2 separate regions of the Salmo salar genome follow, and region 1 is linked to region 2. A link is a contact called in public Hi-C data. All regions are on one chromosome and are shown on one strand. Each heading gives the region's core, a stretch centred on a gene start, on an enhancer-like site or on the middle of the called end of the contact. The rest is flanking DNA. Distances are from core to core; before and after follow the strand shown.

Region 1 (4,482 bases), core at 551-3,050, 210 kb after region 2:
GGGGTTTGATGTCTTTCCAAAAGTATGTCAGTTGTCCACATCCGACAACGGGGAAAAAAATGGCATCTAAAGATAGGCTTCTCCTATTACACCGCCGGCCGGGCCACAGGAACCGTTGATGGCATAACTGCCTAGAAACTGACAAGAAGCGTCCTTGTCTTGCCATGAGTGCGCTCCAGCTGAGTGCTCAGAGACACAAGCCAGGCTAAGATTACAGGGACATGACTTGCACATTCCAGAATTGAACCTAAACTTGAAGTGAAAAACTTTATTATGAGATTGTTTGTGTCTGATAAATATCCACTCTCTGGGACATCCCAGTCCTCATTTTTTATTTTTTTATTAATTGATAATAATCTACTGGTTTAGAAGGGTAACCATTTTGCCTGACGAAATGAGTGTGTATCTTTGTTCAGACCGGTCCATAGTCTCCCCAGGCAGATGGGTTGTCTGCCACATTAACAATGTTTCTAGACTAACCGACGCTTTAAACATGGCCTGTTTTGCTGATAAATAACCGTTCAATGGAGGATTCCTAGCCTAGCAAATAGTGATGGGTTTCTCTTCTCACAATTAGGATCTGACCACATAATATGTCATGTATGACTAGATCATAATCCATTGGTTTAGAAGTGGCAGCATCTTGTCTGAAATTTGAAATTTATGCGCCTCCTTGCTCAGATTGGTCAATGGTCGGGAAAAACAAGCCCGTGGTTTACTCTGGATTGGAACTCACAGTCTGGGTGTTACTGGCGCATGGAGTCGGCTGTGTGATTGCAGTCTCGCTGTTACACACACACACAAAAAAAAATCGTATCGTCTTTCAAGCATTCAAGGCAGCGATAGGGCCCCCTATTCATCTATGATAGGCAGAAGTGTACAAAGAGAAGGCTGCAAGGGGAGGAGAGAACTTGTTTTTCGGAGAAAGCTCTGTGCACGCCGGCCCCGGGAACGGTTGATTGCATAACTGACTGTACAGTGACGAGAGCAGATTTGCCCATCCTTTCTCGCACGTGTGACCCAACAAAACAGTTATTTTAATTACAAGGATGTTATCCTTATAGATTTTTAAAAAAAAAACTATTATCTGTGTTGATCGCCAGGATTCAAGGTCTGAGCAATACCTGTGTTTTGATTTCTTGGTTTGACAATATTAAGACAATACACATTTATGTTAAAGACTGACGTAATACATAGCCTATGCTTTACTTCCGAGAACTGAATGACTCAGGGAAGCAGCTCTTGCATGAATCATTAACCTATTTTAGGGTTAGAATAAGTATTAGAAGATAATTTTGGTCCAACAGTACATTTAGCAGTTTGTTTTTAACACATGAATAAGTTGTTCCATCACTTACCCAGATTTGAAAGCCTCTCGATCAGACCGGCATCCCTTATGGCTTTGGGTCCATGTTCCACCCCTCTCCTTTTCTAAAGGAAATAACAGCAAAGTTCAATAATTCTGGTAAACGAAATAACCTAATCAAATAACCATATTAAAACGAATGGTTTCTAATAGGATATGAGTTTTTTTCCCTTACCTGTCCTTTTGAAAATGGGGCTCCTATAACAGCCACAGAATGAGCTCTGCTCTGACAGGTATTGTTGAGTTGCGTCCGTAGAAGACGACGCAGTGGCCCTCTCAAAGCCATTTTAAAATCGTATTGACTTCAAAAATAATTTATAACGACCAAGGCTGAGATTCAAAAGTGGATTTCAAACCCTCTTCTTGTAGGATCCCAGTCTGACGATGGCGACGCTTTGATGTGAGCGCACGTCGGAGGGGGGATGCTTTTATGCTCTTCTGATCTCATTAATATTCATGAGGAGATGAATGGCGGTCAGGATTAAGAGCACGATCAACTGAAATTTGTCTCTAAATACCTTTGTAGAGTTTGAAAATATTTTAACCCTATATCACATACAAATTCACCCAATGCCACGCGTTAAATCTGAAAACACAATAATTAATTCCGTGTCCTTATTCAGAAATCCCGTTACCTCATTAAGGAAGACATGCGTCAATACTGTAAATGACGCCTTCGAACTAGCCAATGAAATGTGTCCAATAGATGGGTTTGTTCCAAAGGCTTGTCTTGTGTTTCCAAAATGCACCCATTGTCCCGCAATTTCTAAGGGCAGACATTTTTTTATAATTTTAACCTTTATTTAACTAGGCAAGTCAGTTAAGAACAAATTCTTATTTTCAATGACTGTACAGCATTGTTCAGAACGACTGATTTTAACCTTGTCAGCTCGGGGATTCGACCGTTCAACCTTTCGGTTACTAACCCAACGCTCTAACCACCAGGCTACCTGCCGCACCACATTTCCACATACACAGCAAACCGTGGTTGACAAATGTGTTGCTTAACCTGGATGTCTGCCTTCCATAATAGTTCAAAAAATAGCCTATCAGATGTCAGCCTGCACCCCATGTTTACATGTAAGTAAACATGGGGTCCAGCTGACCATAAACGACGTGCCTTACTAGTGGCTATTCTGCCTTCCCCTATAAATAGATGGTAGGCTATAGGTATAGCCCAGGGTCCTAGGCTTCTTGAAAAATGAATATATTATTAGAATAGAATAAGTCTTATTTTTTCCCCCTCAAGGAAACTTATTTTTGGAGTGGTTCATAAAATGAATAAATAACATAAACACAAGTAGCTAGAAAAACAAACAAACAGTGCTTGTGCCGTTCTCCATGGTGATGGCTGGGCCGGTGTCTCTGTTATTTGATCAGGAGAGCTTATGCTGTGCGGTAGCCCCCTAGGCTAGTACAGGCATTGGCTTGCAAATGGGAAGCTAGCTGTTATATTGAAAAATAGAATTTAACAGAAAGTAGCACACCAATTGCCAAAAGGGTACATCCATGGGTAAAAATACAGTGGTTTGTGTCTGTTATTCTGTGTTGTGTTACCTGTTTTTGAGCAACAAAAAAAAACTGGTGTGAGGCGACGTTTTCTATAATAAAGAGGGTTATTTTTGCTACAGAATATACATTTCTGTCGACCTCAAGTGTTGAAAAATATTAACGCTCTTTAAAAAAATAAATAAACTGGTGTGAGGCCAAGTTTACTATAATAAACAGGGTTATTTTTTGCTACAGAATATACATTTCTGTCGACCTCAAGTGTTGAAAAATATTAACGCTCTTAAAAAAAAAAAGAAGAAACATATCCCATAATGCATTGCGAAAAAACATACTTTTTAGCGGCATAACGTAGCTAACAAGTTAGCTCTTGAAGACAGATAAAACATATTGTTCATTAAGGTTATACACGGTTACAGTGTGTGTATACATCGCCCAGTTTCTGGTATGTACGTCCCACTTTTTTAGCAAAAGTTTATAACGTTAGAATAGCTAGCAAGTTAGCGACATTAGTTAGCTAGCTATTTAGCTTGCTTGGTAGCATCAGTAGCTTCACTAACGATGGCTAATAGGAAGTGTGTAATAGAAAGAGCTTATTCTATTAACTAGGTAGCCAGCTGGCCTACAAGATTTAACTTTATTGGTGTAATGTTTAACGTCAATTGTAGGTCATGTAGGCTAAACAAACACCCAGTTTAGCTGTTAACTAAGCTAGCCTAGCTTGCTATCTCCGCAGGCCAGAAGGTATCCATAGGTTCCCTCATGCCATGGTAATCCTTGAACCTGTCCTTCTCTTACATTTAATCCAGGTAACTACACCTTCCAAGATGTCGTACCCCCCTCACCTGAACCGCCTCCCCCAGTTACCCCCCGGGATTTGCCCTCCCCAATTCGCGGGGTTCCCCCAGGGAGTCCCAGCAGGTGAGATATATTTTAGTCTGAGTGATAAAACTGGATGTTATCAGAGGCCTCTGCTACCAGAACCCTTTTTTCAGTTTTCTAATGATCTATTGCTATGTTGATCACGTTTATTGATCTGATCTTCTGTTTATATACTATTGCAATGTTTAAAGGCAAGATCAATGCCAGTGGTCTGGACAGACCATAATACTGTTCTGTGGTCTGGGAAAATGCAACAGCAAGTGACATTAGGAGGCTGCAGATTGGACAGAACAAAGCAGCAAGGATTGTTTTAAAGTGGAGATATGGTTCTTCTGTTGTCGTCATGGGAGGTCATTGATAATTGGAAGAGAAAAAAACATGCTTATTTTATTTCATAACAGTATTCAGTTGGTAAGAGACAGACATTCAGTCAATACTAGGAATAGATTGTCCACCATCTATTTTAATTTTAATTTAACCTTTATTTAACGAGGCAAGTCAGTTAAGAACAAATTCTTATTTACAAATGACGGCCTACGCCGGCCAAACCTGGACGACGACTGGGCAAATTGTGCACTGCCCTATGGGACTCCCAATCACAGCCGGTTAGGATACAGCCTGGATGTATGCGTTATCCAGACAGAAAAGAGAAATAGACAAAATAACATTTAGATTCAAAGAAATATAATAATTTATCTGAGCAAACCAGTAACCTTTCAATGTAT
Region 2 (4,566 bases), core at 960-3,459:
GTTTTCCCACTTTTTAAATCCAGATCAAAATTATGCTCAACAACATCACAGACCATCTGCTTCCAATTTCCACACATTTGTGAGGTAAAATCAGCCAATTCAATCATTACCTCTCTGGTCAATAGACGCAAGTCAAGTTTCTCCTTTTTCCCAAATGTTGATTTCACATCAAGGTCAAGTCCTTTTTCCTTACAGATTGGGTAGAGTTCACTCAATGCTTCTTCTACTGTGGGCATCATGAAGGATTGGTCCATTGTCATGTCTGTCTGAGTGCTGACAGTCTCCGTCTTGACATGATGGATGACGCCCAGATCTGACTTATCCCTTGTGCAGATATCATTAGGTCCATTTTCAGGGTCAAGGATTGCTGTCTCAGCACATCGTGTTACATCTGTCTGAGTAGAGAGGTTCTCAGTCGTCACATGCAGAGGAGCTATCAGGTCCACAACAGGCTTCTCCTTTATGCAGATGTCAAAAGGTGTAGGATTTTCTGACACGCTGTTATTCAAATTGGACCGTGCAAACCGAGATTTTCCCCATGCGTTCATTGTCTTTGAATCAGGAAGTTCAAACACTTCTTTTAACCACTCAGGATTTCTCCTCTTGGTATACATCTTCAGCATGTCATTTAATTTTCTTTCTATCTTGTTTGAAAAGTAACCTCGTACTTCATTTTGCACACCAAGATCAAAGTTGTAATCTAGAATATCAAAGATAACATGCTTGTTAGATCTATTAATGTTTTTAACATATTCAGACACTTCGATCATTACACCAATTGTCAGTAAATGCAAATCAAGTTTCTGTCTCGCTCCAGATCTAACATGGAAATCTATTCCTATTTCCTTGCACTTAGCATATGGATCTTTCAAATATTTCCCAAATCTTTTGGGGTTAGGTTTTGAGTAACAGCCACGGCACTGCCATAGATATTTATCCTCAACCGTTTTTTGGCATTGCAATCTTCGTCTTAAATTGGTATTGTAGTCTTCTTCTTCATCTGAGGGAAAGTTCAATGGCTCACAATATTCTGGAATAATATTAGATACAGATAAATTATAGCCACTTTCTATAGCAGGTGAGGTCAGCACAGAAGTAATGGCAGTACTATGGCCTTGGATATTAACATTGTCTACAGGCAATTCATTATTGGTCCGGGTCTGTTTTCGGCTAAAACCCTGTGACTTTGGGTTGATTTGAGCTTCAAAAGAATCACTGAGGGTTGATACATGTCCTGACTCCTCTTTGATCGAATGCCTTTCAGATGTGCTGATGGTATCTTGGTCTTTGCAGAAATAAACAATTTTGACACCCCTGTTCTCCCCATCACTTGCTCCGGTCATTTCAGGAAAAATACGTAAAATCTGCCCTCGACTTGTTGTTTGGGGACTTACGGTAGGTACACATGTACGCTCTTTCAGTAAACCCACATGGGAACCTGTTTCTGTGTTTTTTGACAATAGAGAACTTGGGTAATCTATCCAGGCATTAATCGAATCAGACCAAATTATTGTTTGGGATAGCTCCCGCTCATTTTCCTCTTGCTTAACGTCCATTTTGCATCAATTAAAACATGGACCATAAAACTGATGTGAGCAAGCTAACTTGATAACTAGCTATTATCATTTGCCCAATATAAGTTAGCTAAGTGGCTGCAAACGCCTAGATCGTATTTGGAGATCCAGCGAACATTTGCTATCTACCTAGTCACATGTTCTTTCGCTAGCTAACAAGCTAGGTTAGGCTACTACGGTTTGCAGCTGCGCTAACTAGTTAGTTGTACTAACCTGAAAGGCTAGTTAACGCTGTACCTTTACTGGTGGTGAACTACTGCAAATCCCTTGGCCTCCATTACGTTTGAATGAAATTCAAGACAAAAAAAAGACTTCCCATATCTTTTGAAAAATATGTCTGAAAACATCCGTCAGCTAGCTAGTAAAAAGCGGTATGCGCCAGAATGTAACATTTACGCACAGAGTTTCCGGGCCTTTGGTTTGAGAAGTTAACAATTATTTCTTAGTTTGTTCCTTTCCTCGAAACCTGAAGGCACAAACAAAATTCGAGCCAATGTCTTAAAGTAGTTGAATTTGGTATCGCTCCAAGATTCGTGAGAATTACAAACTAACACGTTTTGATTTTCGACAACAAAGAAAAACGGCTTTATAATCGAAGGCGTGCCGTTGATTTTTGGCGGCCTGCACATGCGCAGTTCGACGCGAGACGTTGGTTCGACGCGATGACGTGATTCTACGCATTAGCTAGCCGACGTTGCCATGACGTCGCCTACGAGTATGATCCGGAATTTCTATTGGAGAAAGAAGCAGCTTTAGTGTTCATAATGTCGAGTCGCGTCAATTCAAATCTGGTATTAGAACAAATTATTTGGCAAAGAGTAACTCAAGTTTTCTTTGTTCTTTAATTAATTATTCACTCTTTCCCGAGCGTGTTAGTATCTTTGTCAATTGTCATGATGCATTCTATGTCGGGTCATTGGGCTCCTAAACCAGGTATGTAGACGTATTAATGCACTGAAAGATCTCTCACAGCTGCTAACTGGGATGGTCAGCGAGGCCTGTATGATTCCCTTCAGTGATGGGAACATCTGAGGGACTAACAATTTATACACAGAGGGCATGTCAGGAAGTGTCATCTTTTGTTTTTTTGAGAGGTAATGTTTAGCAAGGACTACTTCCTCTGGCTTGTGTGGGCCTCATGTTTGGAGGATTCATTGCTAGGCTACACTGCATTACACACTGCAATGAATCCTCCAAACATGAGGCCGGGAAGAAGCCCGAAAGCCCGGGTCTGGTGACGTCAATGATGCGGCCCTAGGACAAGTGAACTGGAACAAAATCTTGTTGTTGTCTGGCAAGTATTGTATATCTAATAAGGTGAAAGAAGAATCATACAAACTCATTCATAGAATCTATCCTCTAAAGACCTTTATTGTACACAGATTCAAAATAGCTAACAAATGTGTATTTTGTGGTTGTGACCCAGAGACTGAAGCATTTCGCTACACACGCAATAGCATTTGCTAAATATGTGTATGTGACCAATAAAATGTGATTTGATTAGATTTTTTGGGGACTGTTCTTATGTCAGAAGATTTTGGAGTGAGTTAGATTTTATTTTTAAATAAACTATTATTAATGTTAATTTGAAAGACTGATATTATGTTTAATTTTGATCCAAATTATATGGACCCTGATTTAACTTTCATTGTTAATTTGTTTATTTTTCATGGAAGATTCTTTATCCATAAAATGAAGTGGGCGGAGAACAATCCCCTCTTCACATTGTTTAAGATAGAATTGAAATATTATTTTGAGTAAAAACACAAAAGCATTTACATACCCTAAAACCTTTTGACAAATTGAAAATGTATCTGGATATGTAATACCCCCCTGTCTGTTAGGTTTATGTACTCTTGTTTGTATATTTATGATTTTGTATTTGCTCTATTGTTCATAATAAAACAAATACATAACAAAATAATATTTGCATTTTGCTACGGATAGCAAATATCGTCATTCTCTCGCCATGCAATTTGGTTGTGGCTAGATAGATAGAGAACAGCTAGGGGTAGGCAACTATACCGAACAAAAATATAAATGCAACAATTTCAAAGATTTTGCTGTGTTAACAGTTCATATAAGATAATCAGTCAATTGAAATAAATTCATTATCTATGGATTTCACATGACTGGGCAGGACACAGCCATGGGTGGGTATAGGCCCACCCACTTGGGAGCCAGGCCCAGCCAATCAGAATGAGTTTTTCTCCACAAAAGGGGCTTTATAGCAGACGGAAATACTAATTTTATTGTCCCCCCGCACTTCCAAATTCTCTAAAACGACATTGGAGATGGATTATGGTCGAGAAATTAATATTAAAATCTCTGGCAACAGCTCAGGTGGACATTCCTCTAGTCAGCATGCCATTGCACGCTCCCTCAAACTTGAGACATTTGTGGCATTGTGTTGTGTGACAAAACTGCACATTTTAAAATGGCCTTTTATTGTCTCCAGCACAAGGTGCACCTGGGTAATGATCATGCTGTTTAATCAGCTTCTTGATATGCCACACCTGTCAGATGGATGGATTATCTTGACAAAGGATAAAATTCTCACTAACAAGGATGTAAACAAATTTGTGCACAACATTTGAGAGCAGTTGTCTCGCCTGCTCCCGCTTCCCCTCTCTGGAGCTCGATTGGCTGACCTTCCTTACGCACACCTGTCACCATCATTACGCGCATCTGCGCTCATTGGAATCACCTGGACTCCTTCATGTTTAATTGCCTTCCCTATATCTGTCTGTTTCCTCTGTTTCATCCCCGTGTCAGCATTATTGTCTTCCCCTGTCCAGACGCTGTCTGTATTCTGTTCGTGTCCGTGTTGCATTAAACGTTCACGCCCTGTATTTGCGTCTCGTCTCCAGCGTCTGTCCTTACAGAAATAAGCTTTTGGTGCGTATGGAACATTTCTGGGATTTTTTATTTCAACTCACGAAACATGGGACCAACACTTTACATGTTGCGTTCATATTTTTGTTACAGTATA

What was found. Hi-C and Micro-C count contacts between places; a contact is called where the count stands out from the background.
Region 1: a Hi-C map of blood shows a contact between it and region 2, with 7 times the contacts expected there. The contact joins the promoter of arg2 here to the promoter of LOC106611477 in region 2. A contact is called at or near these places in 2 of 3 Hi-C or Micro-C datasets (blood and gill).

What each region holds. Positions count from the first base shown.
Region 1 is chrssa09:47,662,091-47,666,572 of Ssal_v3.1, forward strand. It overlaps arg2 (arginase 2), which reads right to left and starts at 1,801. Exons shown (of 8, transcript XM_014211724.2): 1 at 1,542-1,801; 2 at 1,359-1,431. The coding sequence starts at 1,652. LOC106611484 (RNA-binding protein 25) reads left to right here and starts at 3,170. Exons shown (of 18, transcript XM_045723754.1): 1 at 3,170-3,320; 2 at 3,685-3,796. The coding sequence starts at 3,703.
Region 2 is chrssa09:47,450,761-47,455,326 of Ssal_v3.1, forward strand. LOC106611477 reads right to left here and starts at 2,210. Exons shown (of 3, transcript XM_045723748.1): 1 at 1-2,210. The coding sequence starts at 1,556.